3 separate regions of the Sus scrofa genome follow, and regions 2 and 3 are each linked to region 1. A link is a contact called in public HiChIP or PLAC-seq data. All regions are on one chromosome and are shown on one strand. Each heading gives the region's core, a stretch centred on a gene start, on an enhancer-like site or on the middle of the called end of the contact. The rest is flanking DNA. Distances are from core to core; before and after follow the strand shown. Region 1 holds the start of LOC110260476. Region 2 has its middle 36 kb from the start of EBAG9. Region 3 holds the start of EBAG9 (receptor-binding cancer antigen expressed on SiSo cells).

The links. HiChIP or PLAC-seq counts read pairs in DNA pulled down with a chosen protein or histone mark.
Region 2: an H3K27ac HiChIP or PLAC-seq map of skeletal muscle shows a contact between it and region 1. The contact joins the enhancer-like site here to the promoter of LOC110260476 in region 1. A contact is called at or near these places in 2 of 5 promoter capture datasets (fetal liver and liver), 9 of 47 Hi-C or Micro-C datasets (embryonic fibroblasts, epiblast stem cells, fetal heart ventricle and 4 more) and 1 of 2 datasets of contacts at active chromatin or transcription factors (skeletal muscle).
Region 3: an H3K27ac HiChIP or PLAC-seq map of skeletal muscle shows a contact between it and region 1, with 2.2 times the contacts expected there. The contact joins the promoter of EBAG9 here to the promoter of LOC110260476 in region 1. A contact is called at or near these places in 1 of 5 promoter capture datasets (fetal liver), 1 of 47 Hi-C or Micro-C datasets (liver) and 2 of 2 datasets of contacts at active chromatin or transcription factors (alveolar macrophages and skeletal muscle).

Annotation. Positions count from the first base shown.
Region 1 is chr4:27,896,935-27,901,803 of Sscrofa11.1, reverse strand. It overlaps LOC110260476, which reads left to right and starts at 2,847. Exons shown (of 2, transcript XM_021090801.1): 1 at 2,847-3,003; 2 at 3,006-4,324. The coding sequence starts at 2,847. The coding sequence ends at 3,190. SYBU (syntabulin) reads right to left here and starts at 2,540. Exons shown (of 9, transcript XM_021089009.1): 1 at 2,347-2,540; 2 at 289-493. The coding sequence starts at 2,370.
Region 2 is chr4:27,975,684-27,980,534 of Sscrofa11.1, reverse strand. No RefSeq gene overlaps it. Among named protein-coding and RNA genes, the nearest start is that of EBAG9, 36 kb to the left of the region's middle. Within about 2 kb of position 2,779, at least 8 of the 83 cell types and tissues checked have an H3K27ac peak or open chromatin away from gene starts, as enhancers often do. A contact at or near this core is called in fetal liver and skeletal muscle, where this site is marked.
Region 3 is chr4:28,012,134-28,017,139 of Sscrofa11.1, reverse strand. It overlaps EBAG9 (receptor-binding cancer antigen expressed on SiSo cells), which reads left to right and starts at 3,170. Exons shown (of 7, transcript XM_013988048.2): 1 at 3,170-3,414.

The sequences.
Region 1 (4,869 bases), core at 1,598-4,097:
TTCTAGATTTAACCAAAGGATCCATTTTACAGTCACAGAAGTAAAAGTTAGACTTCACATAGTAAATTATAAACTAGAATAACATATAAAAACAGGTATTGAAACTCCATTAGCTTAAACTACTTGAAACTGCTGTATTTGTAGGTCAAAACAAGCAAAAAGATGCAACCTCATACCATTCATTCTAATAACAGAAGTCCAGTCCTAGACTCTAAGACAGTCTAGATTCCATTCAAAATGCACCGGCAATGTCCACACTTCATGCCTTCATTCCCATGGCTACTGTACCTGAGCAGAAGCTGTTGCTGCTAACGGTCCTCGCTGAACGCCCAGAGCTGCTGGGGTTGAACTCTCTGCTCTCTTCCTCCGAGAAGGGAGACTCAGAGGCTGGGGACACTTTGTGCTGTTGCTGAGGCAGGTGGGGCCGAAGAATCAAACGGGGAATCCGGCTTCGGGAAATCTCCTTTTCGTGATGCTGCACTCTCTGCTCCTTCTCCAAATTGGACATCAGAAAGAAAACAAAAGGATACCTGTTGCCCCCTCTGAACTCCAGTCTGCTCGTTTTGGGCTTAGCTTCTAAGAAATCACATTTCTGAATATTGAATCTTCAGAGTAGTCCTTGTTTCAGATGCTAAAATGAGGTCAAAAACTCTTCCACTGAGAGCTAATTCTCCTATTTATTAAAGCACGGATGTAACACACACACACAGACCCTCATACCCACACCCCCACACACACCCACACCCTCCCACACACACTCTTCCAGCCACTAACAGAAAGGCTATTCGTTCTCTCAGGCATTTCCTAACTCACCTTCCTGCTCTGGCTTCACTTACCGCATTCAAGTGTTCAGTTTTCCAAAGGCTCTTTATAACTCACAGAATATTCCGGCTTATTACTTGGTTTCCTCCAGACTTCCATTTTGCTTTCCCTGAATTAGCTGTGACATTTTGACTTCTGCTTTCCTGTCTCCTCACAAAGTAAACCCATATACCTGGAACAATTCTTTTCTGAGAGATCATGCAGTCTTATCTTTCAAATCCCCCCTCTTCTGGCCAGGATCTTAATTATTCATTAATATCCTGGTACACAGGCTTGTTGCCAACAGAAAAGCAAACAAAAATCCAATACCCGGTAAGATGGCTCCACCTTTCACATCATGTTTAGCTTTTGTTTTCCTTATAGGACACCCATATGAAGAGATTGTTTTTTCTCTCTCTCTCCTTTAAAACACAGTATTAAATGCAGAGGGCCATGCTTTGGCTTTTAAAAAATGTTAAAAAAGTAATATTTTGTCCATATTTTTCAATTTTTAAAGTGCATTCCCAACCATTACCTTGTTTAATTTTTACAACCCAGGCCATAGAGAGGACACTAATTTGTGTCCCTATTTATAGATGAGGAAACTGAAGATAAAAGAGCTAAAGATGCTTAGCCAAGACTGCTGCACATCATCTAGAAGCAGAACAGGCCAGAAGTCTGGTGCTTTTTGGGGTCACCACCACCCTTCCTTATTAAAATGGATTCTTAGGAGGAGCTCTTGGCAAAAAAAAAAAAAAAAAGAAAAGAAAAGAAAGAAAGAAAGAAAAAAGGAAGAAAAACCACACACACACACACACACACACACACACACACACACACACACATACCCACCCACCCACTGCTCCCTCTAACCTGTGCAAAGGAAAAAGGGCTTCTGATTAGGTAACAAACACTATTTGGAAATACGACCTCCTGCTCATTTCCACGCGGCTTACCAGGAAGGGTCGCTGCCAAAGCAAACAGCTTTGGGAGGCCCTCGCAGTGCAGAAATTGCAGGGAAAGCCCAGCCGCGGGTAACTCCTGCGGTCGCTCAGGCATCCACCCTATCCAGGGGCGCAAGCCGCACCCAGCCTCTGGATTTGTTCTGCACATCGGTCACCCAGCAGGTATCACACGTCAGCCACTCCGCTGGCACAAGGCAGACCCTGAACCAATGCTGGAGTCCTTATTTTTCAGTCACCAATACATCAAATCCTTTTTATCCACATCACACACAGATAACATCAATTGAGAGCTAGATCCGAAATCTCCAATTTCAGGGGATGGGATTAACCCACCAGAGTTAATCTTTTTAATCCTACTGTCAACCCTCCAAATCTTTTTCTCCAGTACCATCTCCCCATCTCCCAGGTCTCATCACCTGAGCAACTGCTCCCCTGCCTTCTCATCGTGCCCAGCACCTCCTTGTCCCCGTCTACCATAACTCTGTCCGCCAACCTTTTCAGCTCTCACCTGACCCGCCTCCTTCTCCCTCTGACATCGGCGGACACTGCCATCCGCACCCGCAAGACGTGCCCTCCTTACCTTGGTCTCCCGAAGAGGTCCCATCGCGCTGCAGCCCACTGGCTCCTCGCGCCGCCGCTGCCGCCGTCCAGGAGGAGGCACCTGCGGGCACCGGGGCCAGGACACTGCGCTGAGCCCGCGCGCGCTGCGGGCGGCGGCTGCTGCGGGGCTCACGCGCCGCCGCCGCTGCCGCGGTTCGCGCTTGGCTCCGAGGGCGCGCCCGGGCGCCCCGCCCCGGCCGGACACGTGGTGCCACCGCCGTTCCCCGGGCGCCGCCCACTCTCCCGGACTTCCCTTACCTGCCAGCCCCGGGGAGGCACCCCCGTGCCCAGGGTCAGCCCGACTTTGCCGCGGGCACTTCCCTCTCAGGTCCGCGCGCCCCTCCCTCTCTTCTGGGACAGACCCAAAGGGGGCCGGCGGGGGCTCGGAACATCTCCAGCCGGGAGATGCGCAACACCCCTTTTTCTGGCACCTCGTATCGGGTTTGAAGGGGGTGCACGTCGGATTGAAGAACCCATTAAAGCTGTGATATCACTGAGAACCAAAATGGAGAAAGGGAAAGTTTCTCCCTCGCGGCCCCTCCATGCCCTTTCGGTTTTAGGTCAACATACAGCTCCCCACAATTATCGCCCTAGAGAGACACTGGGCGGGTCCCCCTCTGCCCACACCCCAGCCAAGCAATGCTGCAGGACTGACACAGCATATGGGTTCTGGGATCTCCAAGGTTGCGATTCTCTGTGGCGGATTTGCATCAGATGGGCTCGGCATTGGCAGTGCAACGCCGCAGGGAAAGAATGAGGCGGGTTCCCGTGGGCTTGGGAAGCCAGGCCGCTTAGAGCGAAAGCAGCCTTTTCTCCAGCTCTGACCTGCAGCCGCCCCTGGTTCTGGAAACATTGCACTTGAACTCAGAAAACCGGTTCAAGGCAGCACTTCACTTCCTTCTAGGGGAGTGCCTTTATACCTAAAGTTCTTGACCTCTCTGGACTTCAAATTTATCCTCCTTAAATTTGAGGGGTAAAAATAATAATACCTCAAGAGTAGCTATGAGGATTAGATGAGGAAAACAAAACAAATACCCCCCCACTTCCCCCCCAAATCAGCTGTACCCAGCTGATGGAACAAAACTTTCCAAATGGCTGGAAACTCTATATGAATAACTTTGATGCCTTTTATTTCAGAATTGGAGAATATCTAAGCAGCAACGTGAACAGGGAACAGTCTGATCAATACACTCAGTGTTCTACATGGGAGGACTATGATCCTTGAAAATAGTTTGAACACCACCATCTCATTCTGTCCTCCAAAGAGCATTTTTTTCTGAGCCCTAAAATTTCAAACATAGGATTGTACAGTGTGAATCTTAGAAAGAGCCTGAAATCAGACGATGAGGTGAAATCAATTTGCCTCCTCTATATCCCTAAAGAGATTTTATTCCATACATCTTCATGTCTTTTCAATCAGATCTCTAAAATGTGTGAAGTTGGTAATCTTAAGATTCTTTATTTGGGGGAAGAGGTGATTAATTCATACTTTTATACCCACCCCTATCTCAGAGAGGGGCTTCAGGAAAGTGATGTTCCAGGATGGCCCCTGCAATCTATTAGCTCGAAAATTATGTCCCAAGGACATATACTGTAGATAGGCGGGAACTGTTAAAGTCAAACTGTTAAGCTGCTTCTGCGTTCCCTTCTGAGAACTGAGAATAAAAAAATCTGGGGACCCAACAACAGAAACCCCTGCCACTATGAAGGTTTCAAGTCAGAACCTCAAAGTCTTTCTTGACTTTTTCCGCCCTCACATGGCCCTCACAGGGCGGAAATTACAAATGAACTCCATGCTACTGTAGAAATAATGTCTTGAATCTGATTACTTCTGTCCACTGCTGGACTGCATTACCTTCATTGAGAGTCTAAACTAGAAACATCCTGGATTATTGCAATAATGGTCTTACTAAAATTGCCTTTCTTCCAGTCTTGCTTCTTATTCCTTTCTTGCCAGTTCCGTAATTTTTCCACAAGTCTTTTCTGAAATGCCATACTTCTTCATTAAAACTCATTAATGATTTCCCAGTTGTCCTCCAAGTAATATTCAAATTCCTTAAAGTGGCACAAATGCTGTTCTTGATCTGGCTTTATTTCTCCCATCTCATTTCTTGCTCTTCTAGACCCCCCATCCCTCACCACCTCTACACATCCTCTATCCACCATCCCTCTGCCACTCCCCCACCACATACAAATAGATACCCTCAAACTGCAGAACTTGTAGTTCTCAGAGGCATCATGCTCTTGTTTTCTCTAGACTGTGGCACATTCTGGTCCCTTTGTCTAGAGCATTTCTTGCACCCCACCCACCCATTCTCCTCAACTCCTAGGGATGCATACACTAAGTTTCATTTTAGAAAGTTTCTTCCAAAACCTCCTCTGACCCCCCAAGATAGGCCCATACTTCCAGGACACCTGTATTTAATTCACCCCCTGGAGAGCTGTTACAGTCTTGTATCAGAATTTCCTACTTATTTGTCTGTCTTCACCAGGGATGTAAGCA
Region 2 (4,851 bases), core at 1,530-4,029, 79 kb before region 1:
GAGCTGCCAAAGAATGAGACTTTAGGAATTTCTGTCTAGTGTTTTTGTTTTTGTTTTTTGTCTTTTTAGGGCCGCACCCATGGCATATGGAGGTTCTCAGGCTAGGGGTCTAATTGAAGCTGTAGCCACTAGCCTACACCAGAGCCACAGCAATGCAGGATCCAAGCCGTGTCTGCCACCTATACCACAGCTCCCAGCAACGCTGGATCCTTGACTCACTGAGCAAGGCCAGGGATGGAACCCCCATCCTCATGGATGCTAGTCGGTTTCATTAACCGCTGAGCCACGATGGGAACTCCCCTTTCTAGTTCTTAAAGAACTCAGTGACGATGATATTACAAATTAACACTATTTGAGTAGATAACACCTATTTGAATTTCTAGGAATTAATTTAATAAATATTAAAGAAATTAGCTTGGCTTTCATTTTCATATAAATAACAATTCTGGTTGAAGTTCAATGCCATGTAATTATGTATTCCCAGGTTACTTGGGTCAGATGTTATAATTAAGGAAAAATGAAATGTGGTTTGAATTTATACATTTGCATAGGCCAATTAGCTCACTAAATTAAGTCATATTTCAAATGAGGCCAAGGTCACAGTTTTCATGCATGCAGTCTGTATACAGAGACTGTCCTACTATAAACTGTGTCCTTGACTTTGTCCAGGTTATCTTCCTAACATAACTGTTACAGAGAGTGGTTGGTATAGAAAAAAATCTCCATGAATAGGAGATTCAAAGGACATATTCTGAGTTGGTGGTATCTTGAGAGAAATTGGTATGGTTTCTTAGGTCAATTTTGGCTCATTATAAGATATTAATTTCTTCCCATAATTTGTTTCATTTGTTAAAATATTCAGATCTTAATTTGAATCCTTAATTTATATAGCAAAGCAATTTCCAAACCTGTTGAATATTCCTGAATAAAATGGTTACTTATTTTACAGGGAAAATGACATCATCGTTAGATATATTGGCCTCAAATAAATTTAAAACTTTTTTTAACCTCAATATTTTATTGTAGTGGTAAATAAAAGTAAGCTTGCGTAAGAATGGAAATATATTTACCTTGCCCTATTTAAGTTTAAATCACACAAGTGATTTTGATTCCTTTCTGAAGCTCTGCAAGTGCACCTGAAATCTCATAATTGCCTATCTGTCATGATTCGAAGGAAGCTTTGCAGAGTAAGGTGGTACGTGGGTGATCATTTTTAAAACTTTTTTCCATGTACAGCTTTCAGTGTGAAAATTACTAAGGCTGCTTTCGTTTTTCATTTTCTCCCTACAACCAACAAGCCAGAAATAATGTGCTGGTTCAGAAGAATTAAAGGTCAATTTAAAATGCCAGCACCTATTGTTTACTGTAGAAAGTGAGGCTGGCAAACCATTTCAAGCACTGTGAGCTGCTTGATTGTAAGGAAGGGGAGGAAGGATCTTACTGTACCATCAAATTAGAAAATACTGCTGTTGTTGATAGTTTTTATATTCCAGCCCATTAAAGCTATAGTCTGGCAAAAATTTAATTTTCTGTTATTCAAATAACTGATCAGAAATGACACTTTCAAGGAACAAGAGTGAAAATATCTCTGAAGGTGGGTCAGATAAAATTACCATGAGGAGGAACTCTAGGGCCAGGAGAGCAGAAAGCTCTGAGCCTGCCTTTAGTAGCATTTACCAGGGGAGTCTGGACCGTGGCTTTTACATCATCATTCACAGCCATAATCCCAGATGCCTCCATGGCCTCATGGAGTGAGAGACCCTCTTCAAAGTCAAATCAACAAAACAGAGGCAAACAAAGTTTTGTGAGAAGAGGTTAGAAAACATCTCCATTTAGCATTCATTTTTTAGTACAGGACTGAGTCCTTCGGCATTACCCAGAGTACTTATTCTTCCAGTGACCTGGGAGTCACCACACAGGAGATCTTACATGAACTGAAAGTTTTCAAAGAATCTAGTATATAGAAAACTGGTTTTCAAGCTCTTTTCAGAGGTGACCCTGGAACCACTGCAGGAGATGAGAGGAAAGCCATTGGGAGGTCTCCAGGCCTGGTGCCCTGTTGCAAAAACTTCACTTTTATGGGTTTTGTGAATTGGATTTTCTATGTTGAAAAATTATTTTGAGAGAGATACACTTTCACAAAACTTAAATTCAGCTAAAATAGTCCAATCTTTTAGCACAAACTCTTTTCAGCTAAAGCATTTAAACCTTTAATTTTAAAATTCTTTGGAATCATTGTTAGAACTGTCAGTTATCACAATCATTGTGATTGAGGGAGAATCAGTAGTCAAAGTGGAGCATGTTTTCCAGTGGTTTAAAAATAATTACCCAACATAAACATGTTGTATTCTATTTGGACTTTCTAATTGTTTTTTTTTAGGACCATTGGGAGTTTGTTGACATTCTTTCAAGATTTGATTGCTATAAATTGCTATTTTTAATTGCCCAAGTTATTCCTTCATTGTGCACACTTCACCTGGTAAGACTGGGAATAAAAGAATTTTGTAAAAATTCTCGGTGAGCCAAAATGGAAGTCAGAAACCACTCCAGAACTTTTAAAATGAAAAACCCTCAAGAGAAAAACATATCACACCCAACCTCTACTTAGGCAGGGCCTATGACAAATGCAAATCACAGACTTCCTTTTTCTCCTGCCACAAATGTCAGAAACTCTTGGCATCTGAGTGTATTGCATTTTTTCCCCCTTTCTGAACAGCTCAGCTTGGAAAGGTCAGCATATCCCTCTGGGAAAAATCTTTTCTTGTAAATTGGAATGTTTGCACACATAACTGTAGGAAATGTTTAACATTTGCTTTGATGGGACAGCAGCTTTGTTCAATAGAGTGGAATTGTTCTTTTTTCCATTTTCCTGCCTGTTTGTACATCACAGACACCCAAATTACAGAAAGCAACTTTGAGGTGCTTCTTTCTATGGGATCAGATCATCCTGTCCACAAAACCAGCCAACGCCTTGGGCTTCCGGAACGCAAGCTATGTTCTATCTTTTATTGACTCCGAGGGACTTGTTTGTGAAGGACTTTGTTCTGAATAAAAGGAGTAATTTTCCACAGACTATACACTTTGAAACCCTGGAAAAGGAGGAGGCGGAGAAGGTGGGGGAAGGGAGGGAGGAGAAAAATGGAATGACTGCTCCAGGGTCTCTAGTTTTACCTTTGCACAAATTTGTGTTTCCATGGGTATAACAGGTGTTATACAGTGTCCAAAGTTTCAAGTGGGTTAACTTTCTTTGAGTCTTCTTGTTTACATAAAGAAAGATAGGTCATTAAGACAACAAAGAAAGTTGCTGTTTGTGATCATCGGCCAACAGCGTAATAATCAACATAAACATTTGTGGAGTTCCCTGGTGGCCTAGTGGTTAAGGATCCAGCATTGTCACTGCTGTGGTGCAAGGTTCCATCCCTAGCTCAGAAATTTCTGCCTGCTGTGGGTGTGGCCAAAACAAACAAAGAAACAAAAACGCCCCCAAAATAAACATTTGTGGTTGACGGAGAATTCTTTTTGCCTTTCCTAGGGCCGCTCCTCTCGGCCCTATAGAGGTTCCCAGGCTAGGGGTCAAATCAGAGCTGCAGCTGCTGGCGTATGCCAGAGCCAATGCAACGCGGGATCTAGCTGTGTCTGCAACCACAGGTCGTGGCAACGCTGGATCCTTAACCCACTTGCTCGGTCAGGGAACGAACCGCAACCTCATGGTTCCTAGCCGGATTCGTTACCCACTGTGCACCACGATGGGAACTCCTGGTATGGTGACCTTTTTACAGATAGTAGAGTTGTAGCCTCTCTTACTTCGATGTCTGCCCCACTCAGGGCTGAAGTCAGTATGGGGGCTTGCTGCAGGCTTCCTGATGGGAGGGGCTGATGCCTGCCCCCTGGTAGGTGGAGCTAATTCTAATACCTCTGGTGGGTGGGCTTAGTCTCCAGATGGGATTAGAGGCAGCTGTGAGCCTGAGAGGTCTTTAGGCAGCCGTTTACTGAAGGGTGAGGCTGTGATCCCACCTGGATTGTTGTTTGCCCTGGGGCTTCTCAGCACTGACTGACGGGTGGGGCCAGATTTTCCCAAAATGGCCACCTCCAGAGAAAGGCAGCTGCTGAATATTCCCGAGAGCTTTGCTTCCAATGTCCTTCCCTCACAAGCCACATTCACCCCTGTTCTCCCAGGATGTCCTCCAAGAACTGCAGTCAGGTTTGACCCAGATTTCTATGGTGACGTTGCTTTGCCCTGGGACCCAGTGCACATGAAAGTCTGTGTGCACCTTTTAAGAATGGGGTCTCCGTCTCCCCCAGTCCTGTAGAGCTCCTGCGCACAAGCCCCACTGGCCTTCAATGCCAGATGTTCCAGGCGTTCTTTCTCCCAGTGCCAGATCCCCACACGTGGGAGTTTGATGTGGGGCTCAGAACTCTCACTCCCGTAGGTGAGTCTCTGTGAACCAGTTACTTTCCAGTCCGTGGGGCTTCCCACCCAGGAGGTATGGGGTTGTTTATATCGCGAAATCGCCCCTCCTACCTCTTGATGTGGCCTCCTCTTTGTCTTCTGGAGTAGAGTATCTTTTTTAAGGTTTCCGGTCCCTTTGAGTGAAGATTGCTCAGCCTTTAGTTGTGAATTTTGTTGTTTTTGGGAGAGAAGTTGAGCTCCAGTCCTTCTATTCCGCCATCTTAATCCCATCTCCCCTTATCTGTAAAATAGAGCACTACCCATTTTACAAGGCTTGTGTGTGGAATAAATAAATAATAGATTTAAGACCACTTCAGCCCTTCCCACCACCCACCCTATTATTCCAAGTGGAGCAGGCAAGTGGTACACCACATTCCCCCTCTCTGGACCCCTAGTGTGCT
Region 3 (5,006 bases), core at 1,921-4,420, 120 kb before region 1:
CATATAAGATTAATTGTATTTCAAACCATTTTATTGTTTGTAAAAATCTCAACACATTTACCCTTAGGAATAATAAATGGCATCAGATTGTCGAACTTGCTCAGATCAAGTCTACTTAGCTCATAATACTAAACTATATTATAGCTCTAATAACTATATGGGTAGTAGCCAAGAGGTATTATATTGCTGAACCTCACTACTGGAACATAGAGTAAAGAGTTCACCCAATTTTTTCATTCAAATCCATCTGTAGTAAAAGACATGGATTATTTTTCTTCTTCCCTATCCAGGGCTCTTCTGAAGGGACTTGGTTAACTCTAACTTGTTCTTCAGAGTTCCCACTGTGGCACAGTGGGTTAAGGATCCAGGGTTTCTGCAGCTGTGGAATGGGTCGAAGCTGCAGCTCTGAGTGCAAAACTTCCATATACCATGGGTACGGCTGAAAAAGAAAAAAAAAATTTTCTTAAACTTTGTCTTCCTATATTTAGCAATAACAGTAACAATAACAATTGATGATATGCTAGAGCAATAATTATGATGAAAAATATTTATTTAAATGATTCACAGAAAGTTAATTTTCTTTTAATAGAAAAGAAAATTAAAAGTTGTTTCGGGGTTTTGGGTTTCTCTATTAAGAAATTTATCCTAACTATTAAATGGTGATTATGGATATTAAAATAAACTGTGATTTTCCATAATATTAAAATGTATTATTTTGAAAGCAAGAAGAGAAAGATCAATAAAACAATCCATTAAAATTATCACCAGATAATCCTTTCCTTTCAAAGGTTATCTGCTCAAAATTCTTACTCTGTAAGCTGCAAGGCTTTGTTTTGCTTAATCAAGAAATGAATGTGACTTTATGATCTGTATTCAACTGGAAACAGCTACTCATCAATAAAAAGCTATTAATGTATTAAGCTATTAATGCATAGAACAGCAAGTCTAAGATTGTTCTTAAGGAAAAAAATATATATCCCTTTAATGAAAAGCCAGAGAACTGAGCTTGGGAAGATCTGGAAGCACTGCCCTGTTTTTGCAAGGTCTGCACTACCTCCCAGGCAGGGATGGGAGGTCAGTTGATCCAGCTGGAGAACTCAGAACAAGAAAGCCTATTCAGGCTTAAACCTGAGAGAGTAAGTGGTAGGTTGGAAGCTGATAGAACAAGTAAATCAAGCTGGTGATCGGGATTGGGCAGGGGCAGATCAGAAGCCTTGAAGTGGGCAAATGGTCCTGACAGAAAGCAGGTAGAACTAACTGTACCCCATGACGTAGAGGCAATACAAAGAGAAATCTTTCATACATCAGGGTCTATCCTTTATGCTCCACCCCACTTGACATTTGGTGGTTCCCATCCCCATACCACCCAAGAGGACAGAACTTCAAATTGCGCACTCCCAAGAGGTGGTCCCCAGTAAAGACCCCAAATTATTGGCACTTATGATCCCCATTATAGGATTACTACTTGACAACTAGAGTAGAAATGATTTTTAAATATTCTTTTGTATGTATTTTAAAAGCAAGTTTTAAGTTTGCAGTCTTAAGCAAGCTTTGTTTGTTTCACTGTTGTGCTGGAAAGCAAATATTCACCATTTGTTTCCGGAAAAAGGTAACCTTTTGTTTCATTTGCAAATGGAAAATTTAATAAAGAAAACTGAGGAATAATTTTAAAATAAAATATCATAGGGATATAATAAATAACTTGAAGCAAAAATACAAGTCACTAAGGAAAAGCATTATGAACACCTGTTCATGTGAGGATGTAGGCTATTTTAGATTATTGGATTTTTAAAATCCAAAAAAATTCTGGAAATTTTGAATTAATTGAATTTAGGTATTTGAAGAGATTAAAGATTAGAACAGATCTGCTGAAGGTCAAGTGACCCTTTAAGGGACTGCAGAGGGTTAAGTGGACTTAGGGAGGTGTAGTCACTGGGAATGATCTAGTAGTAACATAGCACTACTAGCAGGTGGTAACAGGTTTTTGTTTTTTTTTTTTTTGGTAATAGTTCTTATCTGTGAATGTCTGGTCTGTGTCAGACTCTGCCCTAAAAGCTTTGTAAACATTACCCATGAAGTAGACCGACCCTATTGTGGCCATTTTACCAAGGAGGAAACTGAGGTTTAGAGATGGAATAATTTATCCAAGTTTACACAGAATCATTCCAGAGCAACAGTGAGAAACATTCTTTCTTCCCTTCTTGGGGATGAACAAGTTAAGTTATTAACAGAAAGGTGGTACAGATTGGGGTGGGGTGGAGTGGGGTGGGAGTGGGAGTGGGAATAGAGGTACTAGAAAGTTAAGTGGGTAGGTAAGGGCTGATCAGGGTGACAGAACAAAGGTAACTGTAACTAAAAAACAGGTAGAAAAAGTCTGGTTAAGGAACAATTTGCATGAACAGCTTTCAGCCTTTGATCATATAAACTTTCAACCTCTCTCACCAGTCACAATGCATCAATAGAGCAGATAAATTTTATGAGGGCCCTTTGCCCACAATAGCAAAAGATGTCTGCCTTTTAATAGCACAATGTTTAAGAAGAAACAAAAAAGAATCAGATTTCAAAAAGAGAACCACAGAACTTCTTAGTTTGGAACCCAGTAACAAACGCAGAGACACGGTGAAGTGCCACTTTTTAACTTTCAGTTAGAGGAAATCCAATTTCCTTGGATTACTTGGAGGAGTAAAAAAATTGCTTGAAGGAACATAAATCCTGAACTGAACTCTTCCACCCTAAAGTGGTGGAATGATTGAGATCTGGCCTACTCAGACTCATCATCCTAAGACAGCGGGGGTGCCCTAACTTTTCACAGTCTAAACACTGATTTCTCTTGGTCCCATATGGCAGGGGGATTCTGTGGGTTTAACGAAAATGGGAATGGTTGGAGCAAAAGCACTCTGTATAGAAAGTAGGACACCACCACATGAGCCCAGGAACTCCGCAACAGAACAGCCTGTCCAGCCAGCACCGGTCACAAAAAAACTACTCTAGACTGAGCCGGGGCTGCTGCCACGCCAGCCGCAGCCACTTGCCCGCTCCCGCAGCGCTTATTGGCTCTCAGCTCCAACGCCGGACCCACAGCCTCTCGCCTATTGGGCAAGGCAGGATTTGGGGCGGGGTGCGGAAGTGAAGGTTTGGGACTACGGAGAGCTGCCTTAGAGGGCAAAGAAGGAGGGGCAGGGGTGGGACAGGGGGAGGGTTTCCCAAGGAGGGGGCGGCTATGGCAGTTGCAAGGCGGCAACGGCGCCAGAGACGGAGCGCGCGCCCGGCTTTGAATGAGCGGGACTGGGACTGAACGGCAGGAGCGCGAGCTCGAGGAAGAGATCGGCAGCGCGCGTGCGCGCGCCTTGTGTGCGCGCGCGGCCCGCGGCAGCTCGGAGCCTCCGCCGGGCGGGCGGGGAGGGGGAGGGGCAGGTGAGTGTGTGCGGCTCGCGCGCTCCCGCGAGGGGCTTCCCTCCCCCACCCTCACCCCGATTCTGACCCGGGCCCTGGGGGAGGGGGAGTGTCCTTTGCCCTTCCTGGGTTAGCCCTCCTTTCTGCCCTGCACTTCGCGTCCTTCCTCCTCCCTTTCGCCCCTCCGCCCAGTTTCCCCCCACCCTAGCCGGCTGCAACTCTGGGGTACTGTTTCCGGGTCAGGTTGACCTCTGGGGTGAGGGAATCGCGACCCGAAGCGGCCGCTGGCGCGCAGCCCTCACCATGCCACGCTCACGCGTGGGGGACTGGCCTGCGGTGCGCCGGCCCAGAAACCCCGGAGCCCCTAAATCTGCCCTCCACAGGGAAATTTTCCCGTTCTTCCTGCCCTTCCTCTACAGGCCTTGCTCCTTCCCTGGCAGATTTTTTCAAAACCCTACTCCCAGCCTTCTGGGCACCCACTAGGAGCAATTAAGAGCGTTTCACAAAAGGCGGTGCGCATGGCGTCGGATTGTGTAACCTGAAATCGCTCCTGTCACTTTTCTCATCTGTACAGTGGGCATGATTTTTTTTTTTTTTTCATCAGACAATTTCAGGTGGGTAATCTGAAGTTAAAGCATTTTGGTTCTAAAACTCCTTACGTTTGAATCTTTCAGGAGACTTTTCTCTGCCTTTGTAAGAGCCTCAGTGGTGTCACGTATTGAGGGCCTGACTGAGTTGTCAGAGATGATCCGGTGTTCCGACTTTACAACCCTCTCTCACATTCTACTTCTAGTTCCCCTTCACTTGCCGCTGCCGAAGTCAGCTTTTTCAAATTTAAGTGAGTTTGGGTAGATTTTATTTTTGGAGGCTTGTAATACACCTTCGCTTACCTCAGAGAGTTACAAGCTTAATTTGAGGATAATCTGTATTGGATCAGATAGTATGGTGTTTCAACATTTTCAAAATCAAAAATACGTTTTAAAGATACAGCAGTGAATGACCTATTTGGTATGTAACAACATAGACCTTGGTTTGGTTTATTTAAGGAATTGTGATGTAGGAACTGTACTCAAAAGATGCACAGTTTACATGGAATGATACAGAAGAAAGATAAATTTAATCTTTCCGTTTCAAATGCAGCATTCTTTAAAATTTTAGGTGAATCTTTTTCACTTGACATAGCCAAACTATCATTACTGTTGATTTCCTAGAGACGTAGTTTGTCCAGAAGGCCTGAGATTAGGTTGCTTCATGGTTCTGAACCTTACTTCTGCTATATGTAAAGTTTTTGTGTTTTTGTAGTAATTTTTAAGGAAGTTTTATTATATTAGCATTTCTCAGTTCTAGAAAGTACTTTGAAGCAGTTAAAATGCAGTAGTTTAAGATGTGTACTTCTCAGATTGGTGATCTAGAGAGCATTTCAAAAATCAAGTGAGGCACTGAATGTAAAATTAAAGAAGAGGCTTCTTAAATGATATGTGGTATGAGAAGAGCCTGGGCTTTTGCATTTAGGGGTCTCTTTAAATTCTGGGTGAGTGAATCTGGGCATCATTAGCAATTGAGGTCAGCCTCATCTGTTAAATGGGAATAGTGAAACTTACCTTTTTCGTTTT